Regions from separate parts of the Sus scrofa genome. Here region 2 is linked to region 1. The links are chromatin contacts, called in public HiChIP or PLAC-seq maps. All regions are on one chromosome and are shown on one strand. The core of a region is the stretch at or near the end of the contact, and the rest is flanking DNA. Distances in the headings are between cores, read along the strand shown. Region 1 overlaps SLC1A2 (excitatory amino acid transporter 2). Region 2 has its middle 82 kb from the start of MIR1343.

Region 1 (3,043 bases), core at 540-3,039:
TTTGTATTTTTGGGGTGTTTTTTTCAACACTAAATTCTATAAAATTTTTAGATAATTTTAGACTTAAAGAAGAACCGTGAAAATAATACGGAGAGTTCCCGTATGCCCCTCACTCAGCTTCCTGTCAGGGTAGCATTTTACATAACCACAGAACATTGATTAAGACTAAAATTAACCTTGCCCCAATACTATCAGAACTCATTCAGATTTCGCCAGGTTTTTTTTTTTTTTTTTTTTTTGTCTTTTTAGGGCTGCACCCGTGGCACATGAAGGTTCCCAGATTAGGGAATGTATCAGAGCTGTAGCCACCGGCCTACAGCACAGCCAAGCAATGCGGGATCCAAGCCACACCTGCAACCTACACCACAGCTCACAGCAACGCCAGATCCTTAACCCACTGAGCGAGGCCAGGGATCGAACCTGCATTCTCATGGATGCTAGTCAGATTCGTTTCCACTGCGCCATGACGGGAACTCCAGATTTACCCCGGTTTTCCACACAGGTCCTCTCTCAGTGCTGGGATCCAATCCAGGATCCCCCAGTGCATTTAGCTGTCTCTTTTCTTCCCATCTGGGACAGTTTCTCAGTCTTTCCTTGTCCTTTTTGACCTTGACACTTTTGAAGGGGACTGATGAGCTATTTGGTAGAATGCCTCTCAAGTTGGGATTATCTAATAATTGCTCCATTTCTGGCTTTTTAGTTGACTGCTCTATATATCCTTGATGACTCAGGCAGAGAAGCCATTTATAAATGAAAGTTTCAAGGCATCATAAATCTGTCCCTCTGAGATGAGCCTGGTTGTGTATTAGAGATCCTACAGGTTAAGAGTATAGACTCCGGACTCAGAGAGCCTGAGTTTTGTCCCAGGGTTCTGTTTCTGCCCCTGTGATGTACCTGCTCTGTGACCTTGTGACTATTATTTGACCTCTCTGTGCTTTCATGGCTTCATCTACAAAATGGGCATAATATAGAAACGGTCTCTTCAGGTTGTGGTGGAGATTGAGTTAAATCATGAGCTGCCTCCAACAGTACCTTGCATGTAGTCATCACTCAGCACGTCTCAGCTGCTACCATGGCTGCAGCCTCTGTGGCCCCTTCCTATGAAGCTCAGGGCCAGTCCTCTCTCGGTGTCACTTCTCAGGTCTGCAAATTCAGGTGTGGTTCTGGCCAGAGTGATGACCTTGCAGCAAACCCTTAGGGTTTAGGGACCGGGTCCTCAGGTCCCATCTAGAAAGCTCATTTCAACTGAATGACTGAACCCAGATTGCCAGGATCATGTAGAGGTTCAGTCTCCAGGGCCTCCTGGCTGTGCTCTGCTCTTCGGATGCACGTGTCGCATCTCCCACCCTTAACCCGTGCCAGCAGCCCTGGGCTCTGCTCTGCACTCTCTCCAGGCTCCCTTTCTGTGCTCTGCGCTTCTGTTCCTCTGTTCTGTATTCTTCTGGGCCTCTCACCGTGGTCCCTTCTCTTCACCTTCATCCTCAGAATTGATATGAAGTGGGATGATGAGGATATGAGGCAGGATGATTACATACCTGCTTCTCTAGAAAGACCGGCCGGCCGGGTTTAATTCCCAGCCCCATCCCTTTCACATTACTTAGATCCCTGTGCTGTGGTTTCTTTGTCTCTGAAAGGAGCTAATAATGATAGTAACAGTGATTACAGGGAGAGTGACTGAGGCTTTATTCTCTGAGCTGCATTGTGTTAAATGTTACCTCTATTGTTGAATTCAGTCCTCATTGCAACTGTATGATGTAACTACTAACAAGCTTTGGATTTACCGGAAGAGAAACTGAGAGATGGTTTAAGTAACTTGCCCAAGATCACAGAGCTCAGAGATGGAGGAGTAGGATTCAAACCCTGCCCCTGGCTTTGGAACTCACATTCTCATTCACTGTGCTCTTTGCTGCCTGGGGTCTTGGTGGGTTTCTGTAACACTTTAGTAAAGTTCAGTAAACTTGAACAGTAACTAATCCCATGATCTGACTTCTGCTTCCTCAGGCTCATGGTTTATGCGATTCAGTGTTGCAGCTTCTAGGATGTCTGGGTCCTGGACCCGGCACTCTGCACCACGCGCAGGGAACACCCTGTCCAATTCCCAGACCAATGTACCTCCAACTCACTCTGTGCTAGCCACACAGCCCCCCACCCAGCAGATAGGCTCCCTCACAATCCTTCACCTTGATACAGCCCAGCCTGCAGTCCTCTGTTTCTGATCTACTCAGTTTCTAGTATGTTCACTCCTTTTCCATTTAGTTTCACCTTGCACCTCTGACCTTTGGTTCTGCTTCTCTGGCCCTGTTTCTGCCTTTTCCCCCTCACCCACAGCTGGCCTCATACCTACCCTGGACCAGCTTCTTCCTGTCCTCGGCTCAGCCTCTGTTGTGTGGCACAGTCCGAGGTGAATCCTTGTGACTGTTGTTCCCGTTGGGTTTGCTCCACTCATGAAGGGACTTTACCCTGTTATGGAAATAGCAGCACTTGGCCTTGGGCCTTGAGGTCTGAAAGAAGGTATTCAAGGAGAAGGTGCAGAAGAAGAGCTATAGGAGAGACGGAACAGGAGCCAGCCAGCGTTTTGTTCCCTGGGCCCAGGAAGCCCTTTTCCCATTCTGTGACTGGAGGGCCCCTGTGTTCCCGCAGGCTCCATTCCTGTCACTGTGTCTGAGACAGGGCCCAGCTCAGGCCCTACTTTGGCAGATCCTAGTGCTTCTGAAAGTCTGTCCACCCAGGGTATACACAGGCCCAAATCTGTGACCACACAGTTATCAGGGAGATGTAGTGGGTGAAGTCCAGGTGCTCCAGCCAGACTGCCTGCGTTTGCATCCCTAACCACCAAGCGCCAAAGCTACCGAGCTCAGGCAGGAGACTGAAATCCTTATACCTCAGTTTCTTCATCTGTAAAATGTATCTACTAAGGAGGGTACTCACCTTACAAAGTAATTTTTTTTTGCTTTTTAGGGCCATCCCCAAGGCATATGGATGTTTCCAGGCTAGGGGGTCCCATTGGAGCTACAGCTGCGAGCCTACACCCCAGCCACAGCCA
Region 2 (3,140 bases), core at 296-2,795, 340 kb after region 1:
GAGCTTGGGTCTACTTTGACTTTGGCCCTTCATATTCGGCATATGGTCTTGGTCTCTTTCAAGTTCAACTCATGCTGAGACCTGCCCCCAGGCCCCTCTTGCCCTTTTTCTGACTCCTTCTCATCCTCACCCCATCATGAGCTGTCTCAGCAATTTGGTCAGGGTTGATGAGGTGCAAAGGTAAAGAAGGGACACAAGAAGGACAGAAAAGAAAAAATCTCAGTGCAGATTCACCCTCCAAGTCCTGAGCTCTGAGCTCACTATAAAAATTTCTGCATGAACCATAGAGAAACAGCTTGAGATGTGGCGTCACATTCTAAAGATTCTACATCTGGAAATATGCCATTGAATTATACTGCCTATGTCTTTTTTTTTTTTTTTTTTTTTTGTCTTTTTGCCTTTTCTAGGGCCGCTCCCGCGGCATATGGAGGTTCCCAGGCTAGGGGTCTAGTTGGAGCTAGAGCTACCAGCCACAGCCACAGCCACAGCCACGAGGGATCCAAGCCATGTTGCAACCTACACCACAGCTCACGGCAATGCTAGATCCTTAACCCACTGAGCAAGGCCAGGGATCGAACCCACAACCTCATGGTTCCTAGTCAGATTCGTTAACCACTGTGCCATGATGGGAACTCCTGAATTATATTGCCTACTTCTTTTAAGATGACCCCAATCACCGCCCCATCCCAGCTCAGTTTTAGTCAACTGACTCATAAACACAGGAAAATATTTTAATCTTGGAGGAAAAACTTAGGTATTTGTTGTGCATTAAAAATGTTAATCGGGGAATTGAAAAAATAGCGGGCTCTACCCATCTGTGTAACGCTCGCCTTTCTGAGCTGTGGTTGGTCTGTAAAGTGTGCTAATTAAACACTGGAGCTCTCAGGTCGCTTTCAGACCCTGCATTTGTGTCAGTGTAGCCTGTGTTTCAGAGGCTTTTGCTGTGTGCCTTGCAAGACTACTAATTGCCAGCACTGTCTACCGAATGACTTCCCAGCGTCACCAGGACATGCCCCACGAGTACATGGTCTGTCAGTTTCCACAGGTCTGATGACATGCCTTCTGTTCTAGGTCTGCCCTCTCTTTGCCCTCTCTATTGCTATTGCCTCTGGTGTTCGTTCTTAAGTTTCTGGTTCTGTGGGATGTAAAGTCTATGACCCATCAGCCATGGGATACGAATGTTCTCACGGTGCCAAGGCTCTTTTAGGATTTGTACACTCTAGTGTTGAGGGCTGAAGCAGGGCTGCCAAACCCCACCACCGGCATCTGAACCCTGAGAACACTTGCTAAGAGGTGTGGTCAAGTTACTGTGAAAACTTTAGCGGCACCATTCACACTCTGGACAGCACATCAGTCTCCGCTCTGTTTCTAAAAGGGTAACACGACTTGGCTGTACGCCAAAGACCCACAAAATATAGGACTGATCTAATCTGTCCTGGAAACCATTGAGACAAGCCCATTATCTGAGAAGCCAGGACAAGTTATAATTAGAAGCCCCGTGAGTCACAGCTCATGGGAGTCAGCTCAGAAGCTCTCACTCATAAAATGACACACAAGTTTGACGTCTGCTGAGGCTCATCCCAGGCGTCAGCATTCGGCCTCGTACAAGGACTGAGGGAATACATTAGAGACGAGTAATATTCATGGAGCCCCAGGATACTCATGCTGGGTGCAACCTCACTATGGAGACAGAGCATCAGACACAGGAAGTACAAAGTGATAAAAATTGTTACTAGAAAAAAAATTCCCTTTGCCACACACGGGTTCTCTTTAACTTTTCTTAAGGTGGTGCAGTTGCTAATTTAAGCCCTTCACATACTTTCCCAGCAGTGAACTGAATTTACTGTACATCCTTCCAGGCCCAGTGGATTCTGAAAGAACATTGGCTTTAAAATCCAAGCTTTCTTAGCTACTTGCTGGCTATGGAACCATGAATAAGACTGTCAAATCTTTCTAAATCTTAGCCCCCTTATGTATAAAACAAGGTTTTTTAATGAGGATTAAAAAAACACTATCTTTTAATGCAAAGCACCTGGCTCAGGATCCCACATACGACGGGTGTTCAATCAGTGTCAGGATCCTTCCTTCCCAGTAGAAATCGGCAGATGATACTAGCTTCATGTCTTGTGCCAGGCACAGAACACACCCTTCAAAGTGTTAATGCCATTTCAGCTCAGCAGACACCTCGTCTCAGGAAAGCCATTAGAAACCCCCAAAGTACTATATTTTTCTCCTGCTAAGTAGTTTTCTTCCCACAACTTCCCACCACTTTATATTAAGTGAGCCCAACAAATGAGTCACACTACTTACAGAAGCAAATTTGGGAGCCACACCCAAAACACAGGCATTTTGTCTTTTCACAAGAAGCTGTCAATACCACCAAAAAAAGAGGGCTTGGGGGGCCCACAGTTAGAAACCCCCAAACTCCCAGGCTACCTCTGAATTCATATGCAAACCCAAACCCTTAGTTCTTTTTTTTTTTTTTTTTTTTGGTGAATTTCTACGCACAGTATTAAGTGACAGTTGAGAATCACTGAACAATATTCAAAGTTCTGCTGAATGTTCTGCTTTGTAAGTGGGTGACGTGAGGGGTACTGGGGGATATATCAAGATAGCCCAATCACTTTTTAAATGGACAATGCCAAATTAAATTTAAAACAACATCCTACCGTTGGGCCTGTATTTACTTTTTGGTAGATTAGAAGGTGATTATTTACTTTCGGAAAACATTTAGCGTTGCATTTAACGTATGGTTTTGATTTTCATGAAAAATTTTAAGAATTTATCCATTGTATGAAAATACAATGATTGGCATAAAAGTTAAAAAAAAAAAAAAGATAAAGGAAGCCTGTCATTTGCCAAGGACATAAGGTGAAGAATAAATATGCACTTGAGATATACATACTCCAAGCCTATAGAAAACACAGGTGTACTGATGGGATTCTACTATTTGTGTAGAAATCCTATCCAAGAAGACTTAGGAGCAGAAATTAAAACAAGACAATTCTTTACAGACTCTTCCAAATTCCAGAGTAGATAAGCCTCCTGCTGAAGCTTATGACATCAACAGAAATAAAATGATAAGCTATGTGCATAAATAATCTACCATAGGAGAGAGTCATCAGGCACTATAAACAAAA

Evidence for each region. HiChIP or PLAC-seq counts read pairs in DNA pulled down with a chosen protein or histone mark.
Region 2: an H3K27ac HiChIP or PLAC-seq map of alveolar macrophages shows a contact between it and region 1, with 2.3 times the contacts expected there. The contact joins two enhancer-like sites. A contact is called at or near these places in 2 of 47 Hi-C or Micro-C datasets (embryonic fibroblasts and liver) and 1 of 2 datasets of contacts at active chromatin or transcription factors (alveolar macrophages).

What each region holds. Positions count from the first base shown.
Region 1 is chr2:25,647,397-25,650,439 of Sscrofa11.1, forward strand. The region is part of intron 1 of SLC1A2 (excitatory amino acid transporter 2); the gene reads left to right. Among named protein-coding and RNA genes, the nearest start is that of SLC1A2, 45 kb to the left of the region's middle. Within about 2 kb of position 1,790, at least 2 of the 83 cell types and tissues checked have an H3K27ac peak or open chromatin away from gene starts, as enhancers often do. A contact at or near this core is called in alveolar macrophages, where this site is marked.
Region 2 is chr2:25,983,291-25,986,430 of Sscrofa11.1, forward strand. No RefSeq gene overlaps it. Among named protein-coding and RNA genes, the nearest start is that of MIR1343, 82 kb to the right of the region's middle. Within about 2 kb of position 1,546, at least 18 of the 83 cell types and tissues checked have an H3K27ac peak or open chromatin away from gene starts, as enhancers often do. A contact at or near this core is called in alveolar macrophages, where this site is marked.